Regions from separate parts of the Mus musculus genome. Here region 1 is linked to region 2. A link is a contact called in public HiChIP or PLAC-seq data. All regions are on one chromosome and are shown on one strand. Each heading gives the region's core, a stretch centred on a gene start, on an enhancer-like site or on the middle of the called end of the contact. The rest is flanking DNA. Distances are from core to core; before and after follow the strand shown.

Region 1 (4,981 bases), core at 1,523-4,022, 210 kb before region 2:
ATGCATCTCCAGGGTGCTTCTGAGATCCACAGGCTCATGACTACAGAACCTGCAGAAGGGGAGCCTTCGAGTGCTAAGCATGGGCTAGGTAGCAAATAGCAATTTTGATCAAACATCAGTGTTAACAACCACTGAAAACCACACACATATTTGCTGTAATTTGCCCTTCATGGGCAGTAACACGGTTTAAGAGTGGGCAATGGAACAGTGCCTGTTACAGTGCAGTCAAGGACCTGGGGAGGCTAAGGCAAGAAGATGGCGCAAGGCCAGCCTGGGCTTCAGTACAAGTTCAAGAAGAACCTGTGTCAAAATAAGGAACGAGTGCTGGGAAAACGGCTCATGGTGGAGCGCTTGCCCTTGTACTGTACCTGGCTGAAGCCCCTGGTTTAATTCCTAACATCAAGAAAGAGAAAAAAATCATGGTGATTTTTCCCAACAAAACAAACTTAAGAAAAGGAAGGATCCATATCCATTTTTTTGAGATTTAATTTTTTTTTAGTAAAAATTTTAGCTCTACCTGGAATTTGTGTGTTTTTATCTATGTTTCCTACTTAGTTTGAGGACTTGGTGGGAAAGTGTAGATTTTAATATTTTAATCTTTTTCAGATTATTGTCTTTCAGTGTAGCATAGGCTGGCCTTAGAGTTACTCTGCAGCCCAAGCTGGCTTGTAACTCATAGCATCTCAGCCTTCTGAGAACTAGGACTGTAGGCATGTGTTATCACGCACAGCCATGTATCTTCAGATATCATCCTGAAGCGACTTCTCCTTCTTTCTCATAGGAAACAGGTAGCGTTCCTATGAAAAGACTGTGGCTTTATAACCATTACCGTTGCTCTATTGTTTTGGCAGCACTGGAGGTTGACCCTAAGGACCTTGTACATGATAAGCAAATTCTGTGACACTTAGCCACACCCCTAGCCCTTCTTAAACTTTTCATTCTGTTACAGTTTTATTCTTCATTTCCCAGACTAACTTGAAGTGACTTTGAAGACAAGGCAGGTCTTGAATTTGCAATCCTCCTGCCTGAGCCTCCTGGGTGACTGGGATTATAGGCCTGTACCACAGGTCCAGCTCACTTTAAACAACCCCTGGAGATATAAACGAGCTATGAGTTATGCCTGGACTTTACTCAGGTCTCATAATTCTGCGGTGGGTAGATGAAGACATCCATATTGCCTTATGAAATGTGCCACAGTGGTGCCCAGTGGTGACTCGTGTAGAGTGACAGCCAACAACACAATCAAGTACAGTCTTCTTTGGACATTTAATGAATGCCCCTGGGCAGAGGGCAAGAGTAAAGTCTGCATATATTCTGGGGTTCCACTGGGTAGAACATAAAGGGATGGTAAGTGCAAGCTGAGTGCTGTTTCTCGGTACCCTTTCTGTCTCATTAGTTAAAAAGCCTTGCTCAAAGGACACAGTCTTCATTTCCCCAGGTTCTAGTGTCCTCCCCGTGGCTTCAGTGACTGAAACTCATGTAAAACTCTGCCTTTCCCAGCTGGTTTTACTAGGTACTTTCTTTCCCCACAGATGTCCATGTCTCTTTCTAGACTCTATTCAGTCCTTCCAACTTTTCTAGCTCTTGTTTGCACTGTCCATTCCATAGTAATATGGGCTTCTACAGGGGAAAGCCAACTAATGAATACTTCCTTAAATATTTTATGACTCTTCTTTTTTGGTCAGAAAAGTTATGTAAATTTGAAATATACTTTCCATATGTACAATTCACCAGTGTGTAACTCAGTCAAACTGAGCGTGGCTGTTTTTCTTTGTTTTGCTTTTTATATATTCACAAGATTGAACAGGCATCCCCACTCTCTAATTCCAGAGTATTTCATCATATGAAAACCCTTCAAAAGCAGTTGGCAGCAATTTTCCATTCTTTCCCTTATCCTAGGCACTAGAAATCGCAGATCTATTTTCTATCTGGATACTTCACACACTTTCAAGCATACACATGTGACTTCCTGTGTGGTTCCTTTTGCTAAGTATACCCAAGACCGTATGTGCTGCGTGTTGAAGCACTCACTGTATTTTCATTGTTTTCTTTTGGCAGTTTTCACTTTCAGATTCAGATCCAATCTAGGCTGGTCATGATTAAACGTGTGACCCTCTGGCCTCAGCCTCCCATGTGTTAGCACATCTACTTCTCCATCTCTACTTGGACTTTCCCCCATTTTGGTTTCTGGGACTGTCACAAATGTTTTGTGCAGAAGCCTGAGTGCATGCAGTAACCCTGGGCATCTGTGTAGATGTACATCTCTGTACAATCATTTTTTAAATTAAATATTAAAAAAATTTGTCAAATTTCTTAGTTTTAAGTTTCCAGTGTTTCAAATTATTAAAATAAAAAGCAAATATTCCAGAAGCAGGCAGATTTCTGAGTTTGAGGCCAGCCTGGTCTACAAAGTGAGTTCCAGGACAGCCAGGGCTACACAGAGAAACCCTGTCTCGAAAAACCAAAAAAAAAAAAAAAAAAAAAAAAAGCAAATATTCACAGCATTCTGCTCCAAGTTTTCTGCTTATAATATGAAACACTTATTTTTAATTGTAAGGGTAGGTCAGGACATAAAATATTTGTTTACAAACAAAACTATGGACTCAGCCCAGGTGTTTCCTCTAGCCTTCTCCATCACTTGGCTCTTGATTTTCAATGTTTATATTTCTATTGGAACTCATCCAAAGTTTCTCAACTTTATTTCAACTCGGTGACTAGCAAGGTCCATAGTCCAGTGTTCCCTGATTGTAGCTTTGTCTTTTGAAGGTATTGATTGTATTTTGAAGGGTGAGAGGCTAGAAAGACAGTTCAGTTATTAAATATGCCTGCTGCTCATTCAGATTCCAGAACCCATGTGCGATGGCTCACATAAAGATTTATTTTATTTTTATTTTTGAGTATGTGTGGTGTGACTGTATGGTATGATTGTATCTGTGTGCATGTGTGTGGGAGAGCATGGGGGTCAGAAGAGGGCACTGACCCCCTGGAGCTAGAGTTACATGTGGTTGTGTGTTGCTTGACATGGGTGATGGGAACTGAACACTGGTCCTCTGGGACGACAGCAGTGCTCGTCACTGCTGAGCCATCTCACCAGCTGTATTTACTTAGCACAGACTTTTAAAGGCTGATTATTGTTGCTGTTGTTGTTGGGTGTATGTATGTGTGTGTGTGTTATGATGTGCACATGTAGAGGCAGAAGGTATCTTTTGGGAGTCAGTTCTCTCTTTCACCATGGGCCCCAGGGATAGAAGTCAGGCCATCATGCGTGGCATGGCGAGTGCTTTTACCCACTGGGCACCATGCCAGCTCTTATGCTTAGGTCACAGAACAACTTGCAGGCCTTGGTTCTCTCCTTCTACCATTGATTTCTAGGGCTCAAACTTAGGTCATCAGGCATGGTGCCCACATGCCTTTAATCACTGGGATCTCTAACCAGCCCTAATAGCAGAAGCTTTTAAGTCTGAGGCCTTAAAACAACTTGCCCATTGCCATCTTCTGTATGAGTCCATTACTTTCTTCTAACTAAATAAGTCTGTTCTTAAAGTGTTAATTTAAAATACTACACTCAACTGTCAGGGAGTGGTGGTATAAACCTTTAATCTCAGCACCTGGGAGCCTGAGGCAGGCAGATCTCTGAGTTTAAGGCCAGACTGGTCTACTTAGTTCTAAGACAGCCAAGGCTGCAGAGAAACTGTTTCAAAAAACAAACAAACAAACAAACAACAACTGCAACAACAATCTCACGGCATACTCGACGCATGGTCTGATTGAGCAACCAGTTATAGCACACATGCCCACTACACACTAGCATGCACACAGATCCACTACACACTAGCATGCACACGGGCCCACTACACATTAGCATGACTCTGCTGCCATGCACTTGCGCTCACGTGTACAAATCTACATACAGATAAACACATACACATCATTTAAAAAATAATACATCTTAAAGAGTTGCTAAAAAAGATTAATTTTTCTAATAAGTTAATGCAAAGATATAATAATTAAGACCACCACTGAAAACCCTTTAAAATCTACAATATGCTGTATAGTGTGTTTTGTACAGTTTTTATAGTTAGTACAGTAAACTATGTTATTTATGACATTGAGTTACCTATATCAATGTTTTCTCTTCCCAGTGCCACAAGTGAGAGAAATAATATTTCTCTATATAAACTCCTGTGGGCAAAAAGACATGGAGAAAAAATTAGAATCCTTAGAGCTTTTATGTTCTCTACAAAGCCTTTATGTTACATAAGCGTAGAGTAGTCTAAAAACCATAAAGCCCACAGGATGCTTCTCATGGGCTATAACCCATCATCTGAGGGGCAGACTCACCGCTGTCTTTTAAAATGCGGACACTTATTCAGAGTCTCTAAAATCTGACTCATGGGCCCATAGACATCGTTCATTTTAATGCTCTTCACCATGCTTTTCAGCAGTTCCTGGTTAAAGGAGTCATCACCTTTTTGTAACAAATGGACCATTGGGTACTTTTGAGCTGTAAAAGAGCAGAAGAAGGGATGACAGACATGCTCTCTGTAGAGGGAGACTACATTAAACACCAACTAGCAACTGTTAAAGACGTTACACTGCAAATACATCAAGGGCAGTAGATAAAGAAAATAGAAATTTGAAAATGAAAGAAGCGAAACAGGAAAATAAGACAACTAATGATAGAAATAGGCCTGCAGAGTTTTGTGGCCTCAAACATAAAACTTAAAATAGTTTTCCTTAACACAGCCCGGAAAGGAAAGTCTCCATCAGCAGCCAGGGATGGAAACAAAAAATAAGGAAAAGAAGAGACGGGGACAAGCAATGTTCTTCAAGCTGAACTGTTATAACACAAGCAAGCCTTTCACCACATACAGAGCTGCCCTCCCAAACGAAACCAGGGCTCAGCTCCACAGAAGGCACCACTAGCAACCAGTTAACACTCACTCTCAAACAGAAGAGTGCGGTTCTGACCTGTAAGACA
Region 2 (5,109 bases), core at 1,891-4,390:
AGGAGGTCATAGTGACCAGGAATATGGCTGTTCTTAGGTAGGTCGTATGGATTCTGGATATAGCTGGAGTTATGACCTCGGCCTTCTTGGACCACACTGACTGTGGGCTCTAAGGAATATAGTGAAAAATGAGTTCAGAGAATAGATTAGCATTGTTGCCTTGGTGGGAGGGAAGAAAGTTCTATTTAACTTGTTGGGGAGAAAAACTGTGGGTATATGTATACATCTGACAAATCCAGGAGGATTAGGATGGAGGCTTGCTTAAGAGAGGGAAAAACCTAAGACAGTGTACTGCCAGAATCCTAGTTTGCTCAACAACAAGAGATTCAAGACATCCTAGAGGTGTGGGTCTTACTGGGGGAGGTTTAAGAAGTGATTTAGAAACTTGTAAACGGCCATTCTGATTGTTTTCGTTTTCCGCTTTGGATTTGTATTAACAGTAGTCGAAGTGTTGTATACTGGCTCTCCACCCTCACAGTTTCTACTTTTATCAGTTGTGATTTGTAAGCAAGGTGGCACAAGATTCTGGTTTCCTGCATTAGAGGGAAGGGCAACCCTGAGACAAAGTTTCTCCTCAGGTTCCTTCAAATGCAACCAAACAGAAGGATGTGGTATGGAGATAGAGTGTGTGGAGGAGGGCTTGTTTTCACTTGAGATGCTGCACTGTTGCCCTGGTTTTGCTAAGTTATGTGAGACACCTACCAACTTCATATATATTTTTATTAGATGTCGACAAGGATGGCACATCTGTGTACGGAGACCCCAAGTGCACAGGTGACTTCATTTCTACATAACTGCTTTCTGGAAGCTTGCAGGTGAGGATGGGTGGGTCCTTAATTGTGGCGTAAGGGTTTTCACTGCTGTTCAAGGAGCAAGTGCTAGAACTGCACACAGATTCTTTCATGTAATCTGCAAGGCAAGAGAGATTTCTTAGGACAAGCAAGGACATAGGATTCATTTAAATACCAGAAATAGACATCAGTTAACTTTGTGTGCTTTCAGGATCCTGGGGCTGGAGAAGACAGTCATACTAAAAGATTAAATCTTATTAAATATCTTAAGGTATGCTTTTTCAGGCATTCTTTTCTCAAAAAACATGTTTTTGGAGGACAAGAAAATGGCTGGTTATTGTCATTAGATAATAGCTCAGGATATTCACAGTGTATTTTTACATGTATCACTGACTTATACAAATGCTCTCTGGCCTCATAGGGGGTGGAAGCCCAGACAGGTACAGTAACTTGGCTAGGGTGCTAAGCACTGCAGAGCCAAAACTTAAATCTATGCTCTGGGACGTCTTTGCCCCATATTTTCTGTACTATCATTCTTCCAAGTCCTGGCGACTAGAGGCTTTGATTCAGAAGCAGCAGCGTCTATGTCTTTCAGTGTGAATGTCAACAGTTTAGCAGCCTTAAGCAAATAGCAGCATCCCTGCCTTCCAGGAGCTCATGCTTCCAGTGGGCTAACTGAAGTAACAGCTGTAAAAAGTCCCAGTCTCAGGTTGGCCCTTGAAATGTAGTTTTGTCTCAGCTCATCTCACCCAGTCCAGTGAGTGCAGAGTGATGTCAACATGAGATGAAGTGATGGTCCCTTAGTGACTTGGAGTCACAGAGAAGAAGGGAGTCCCTCCTTCAATTGCTACTCTCCTTCCCTTTGAGGGTAATGATTTGTCTACGAATTCTAGGACTTGACTGGAAAAAACAATAAATGAATCTAACAGTTGTGACCCTTAGCTGTGAGGCAAGGTGTCTGGAAATAACCTGAATGGCTGGAGCTTGACAGTCAAGTGTGACCTAAGAGCCCTCTCACCTCTAAATGTCTGTGAAAGTCAGTTGGTGAAATTCTTAGGGAATCTTCTAGACAACCACCACAGTTTACACTTCATGCTATTGTTACTAAGCTCCCAGCCCCACCTTGTGACTTTACTGTGAATGTTAAACAGTGAAAGTCATATGACGCAAGGGGAACTGGCTGTGCAATTGGCTGAAGTAACTGTGATGTGTGCCACCCCGAGTGTCTGTTCTACAGCAGGCCAGATGAAGAGCAGTTCTGAAAAGTAGGGAGCTCCTGTTCGAGCAGGCAACAGCTCCTTGGTTTTGTGTAGAAGTGCATTCAACTGTTTTCTGCGAGTTCAGAAAGCTGTGGCACAGGTAGATCAGTCACTTTCCCCTTTCTCCCTACTCAGTGCTTATGAAGAAATTGAAACTTAGAGTGGGAAAGTAAACTCCTCAGGGTCCCACTGCCTCTCAGTAACAAAGTATCGTCCCAGTTGAGCTAACATGTTGGAAGAGAGGTTGGCTTCAGTCTGGTTGGTATAAGGCTGACCTTTGTAGCACCTGACTCAGGAAAAAGCATTCTTGCTAGATAACAAACATTCTCAGCCAGTTCTAGCTAGGACTGAAAGGTAGGTAAATAGGTTCTACTTCTGCTGGTAGATGCCTGCCTACATAGAAGAAGGTGCCCTGGGTCCTGCATTGTGACTTGCCTCAAACCATCTACCTTAGTTTGCCTCTCAGTTCTTCCTTAGTACAGGGGAGTGATATAAGCCTGAGAGCCTCCCAGTCAGTTCCAGTATGGTTGATCTAAACTCATCAGGCAGTGAGAGAGGCTCAAGGCTTGATTGCATACCTTGTGGAATTGAGGGATAGCTTATTTTGTGTAGCACTGGAATGAGTGACCTTCATTCCAGTTAGGTTATTTGAAGCATAGGTGCTGGGTGTGATTTGGGAGGCATAATTTGGTAGGCAAAGGCTAGCAAATATCTTAGTTTAAGGCCAGCTAGGATCACAGCCAGGCTAGCCAGGACTTTATTTATAGTGAGAGACATTGTCTCAAACCAAACAGAAAGAAACTTAGTACTTTGGGAAGCTGGGGGTGAGGCCCTGGGTAGGACAGGACTGCTATTACTGTCTAGAAATGAGGAAACCAAAGCTATTTGTTAGTCTAATGCTCAGTGCTTAGGACTCAACCACTATCTTATCTGAAAATCAAGATTCCCCCCACCCCCCCTAGGAGATCTAGTTACCTAAGCTCTTTATGGCTGCTTCAGTTTATCCTTCTTAGCAATACCAAGGCCTGCTGAGAGGAAAGGCTATGCTTCCAGCTTAATGACTGACTGACTTAGAGCCTTAGAGCCTCACCCAGCTGTATTTTCACTGGAAAGGGAAACAGTGGGATTCTCCATATATTTGAATAACTTTTAAATGTTAGCCTGTATCCATTTTTGTGTATTCCTTTTCCTGAGCTAAATGGGAGCTGGAGTAGGGAACTGTGCTCAGGGCCAAGGGTCTTCTCAAGGTTTGCAGGCCAAGACAGGATGGAAAACTCCATGGAGAGTGGTGGTTGCTGGATTATCCCATCTTTCCTGAGAACTGGAGGAGATGGGGCAAGGCAAGCTGGGAAACTCAGCTTCAGGAAGCCAAGCTTTTCTCTGGTTGAGTCATCCACCTGCCTGCTATGAGGGCAGGGTGTGGGGAAAAATAACCAGCTGGGCTAGAATACTTCCTCATCCTTTCACAGACACGCCCACTCCAGTGCCTTCCTGTCTGGGCACTGTGCAAAGAAAGGGGAAGCCTGCAGTGCTCCAAGTGCCCCTGCATTTACTCTCCTTATTTCCTCCTCTGGACCATACGTAGTCATGCATATTATCACAGTCAGAATGGGTTTCTGAAATGAACATCTTTAGTTTTTGAGGAAGCACAAGACTAGAGAGGAAATGACTTCCCAAAGTTGCTCTATGGATGTTCTGAACCTATTGAGGCTTGCTATCTTTTTTAAGCCCCAATTTATTCAAATGTATGTGGAAACCCAGGCATTAAGTATCTGTTGCTCACCTCTGAGCTAATGCTATCAATAGGATGCCTGCTGGTTCTGTCCTTAGGGTTAAGTTTGCATTCTTCTCTTCAATGAGAGAGAGGATATGAGGAGGGATGGGACAGGGGATCTGAAGTCCAGAGAATACTGGCCAGCCACAAAAGGAGTTTTCAGGATGTTAGTGGCTTCTAAATGTCTGAGAAACCAAAATTACTTGGAGAGGCATGGAGCTGAGGTGGCAAGGGAGCACAGGCTGGGGGGATGACAGTGCAGCTCAGGGATCCCCAGATGGAAGGTGAAGAGAAGTGAATTCTTTTCTGTCACACTTTGAAAGCATGACAGACAAGGAATTGGACCCTAGACAGTTTATTGTACAGTCATATTGTGGAAGGGAGGAAGGTGATTAGCTGTGTCAGCAGTCTCCTTCAACCTCTCAGGGTGACAGAGTTCCCAGTTACAGAGAAAAAAGTGGATGCTACCCGAGTTAGGGCTTTTAAACCATCAGAGTTGTAAGGGGCCTTAGCGGTGGTGCTATTATAACTGTGCTTTTTAAAGAGGAGGAAGCCAAGACCCACAGATACTACTGTGTCTAGTGAGCACCATGCAGTTGAACTAGAACCCAGATCATCTCATTCTCTGCGCCCTCCTCTGTCCCTCACAGTTTGGAAAACATCCAGACTCTTTAATTAGTCCTGAGTTTGGCCTTGCCCTTGATGCTTTAGGAAATAGTTTAAATTGGTGACATGAAATAGCTGATCCAGATGTTTGGGAATTTAGCCACCAGGTAGGATTGTTCCATGTGTTTTATAAGCTTTTCTATAAAGTTGTACACTAGTATTTCACTTGCCTCTCTTTGAACTCTTACTGTGTCATGTTGGCTCCCAGCACTTGATGGTACATTTGCCTACACAGTTCTCTCTAATTTAAAAGCTGATTAGAAGCAGTGACAAATCTGGCTGCTTGCCTGTGAGAGCCTCCCATGCACTCAGATGATCCCATAAGACAGGAATGCAATGATGAAGGCAGAGACTGGCTTTCATTGGCTTTGTTTTACATTTATGGTTTAGAGTTTAAAAGTAGTTACCCGAAACACCATGCACAGTATGACAAGGTGTATGGGGAAGTGTGCTTGGATGCTAATCTCAGGGCCTGTCTGAGCTCTTCTCCATTGAGTCATACTTCTTTTCAAAGCCTCAAAGACCCTGGAAGAGCTGTGTTGTCCCCATTCCACTCTGAGAAAGAAACTGAGGCTTTGGGTCACAATGACTCAGTAGTACAATTGCTCTTCTGTTGGCA

Evidence for each region. HiChIP or PLAC-seq counts read pairs in DNA pulled down with a chosen protein or histone mark.
Region 1: an H3K4me3 HiChIP or PLAC-seq map of bone marrow-derived macrophages shows a contact between it and region 2, with 4 times the contacts expected there. The contact joins two enhancer-like sites. A contact is called at or near these places in 3 of 115 datasets of contacts at active chromatin or transcription factors (bone marrow-derived macrophages, effector CD8 T cells and epiblast stem cells) and 3 of 9 other capture datasets (adipose tissue, liver and pancreatic islet).

What each region holds. Positions count from the first base shown.
Region 1 is chr9:64,911,877-64,916,857 of GRCm38.p6, reverse strand. Dennd4a (DENN/MADD domain containing 4A) reads right to left here. Exons shown (of 35, transcript NM_001162917.1): 32 at 4,945-4,971; 33 at 4,342-4,504; 34 at 4,118-4,182. Among named protein-coding and RNA genes, the nearest start is that of Gm39361, 19 kb to the left of the region's middle. Within about 2 kb of position 2,772, at least 40 of the 459 cell types and tissues checked have an H3K27ac peak or open chromatin away from gene starts, as enhancers often do. A contact at or near this core is called in bone marrow-derived macrophages, where this site is marked.
Region 2 is chr9:64,701,527-64,706,635 of GRCm38.p6, reverse strand. Megf11 (multiple EGF-like-domains 11) reads right to left here. Exons shown (of 25, transcript NM_001134399.1): 24 at 703-909; 25 at 1-109. Among named protein-coding and RNA genes, the nearest start is that of Gm36311, 18 kb to the right of the region's middle. Within about 2 kb of position 3,140, at least 147 of the 459 cell types and tissues checked have an H3K27ac peak or open chromatin away from gene starts, as enhancers often do. A contact at or near this core is called in bone marrow-derived macrophages, where this site is marked.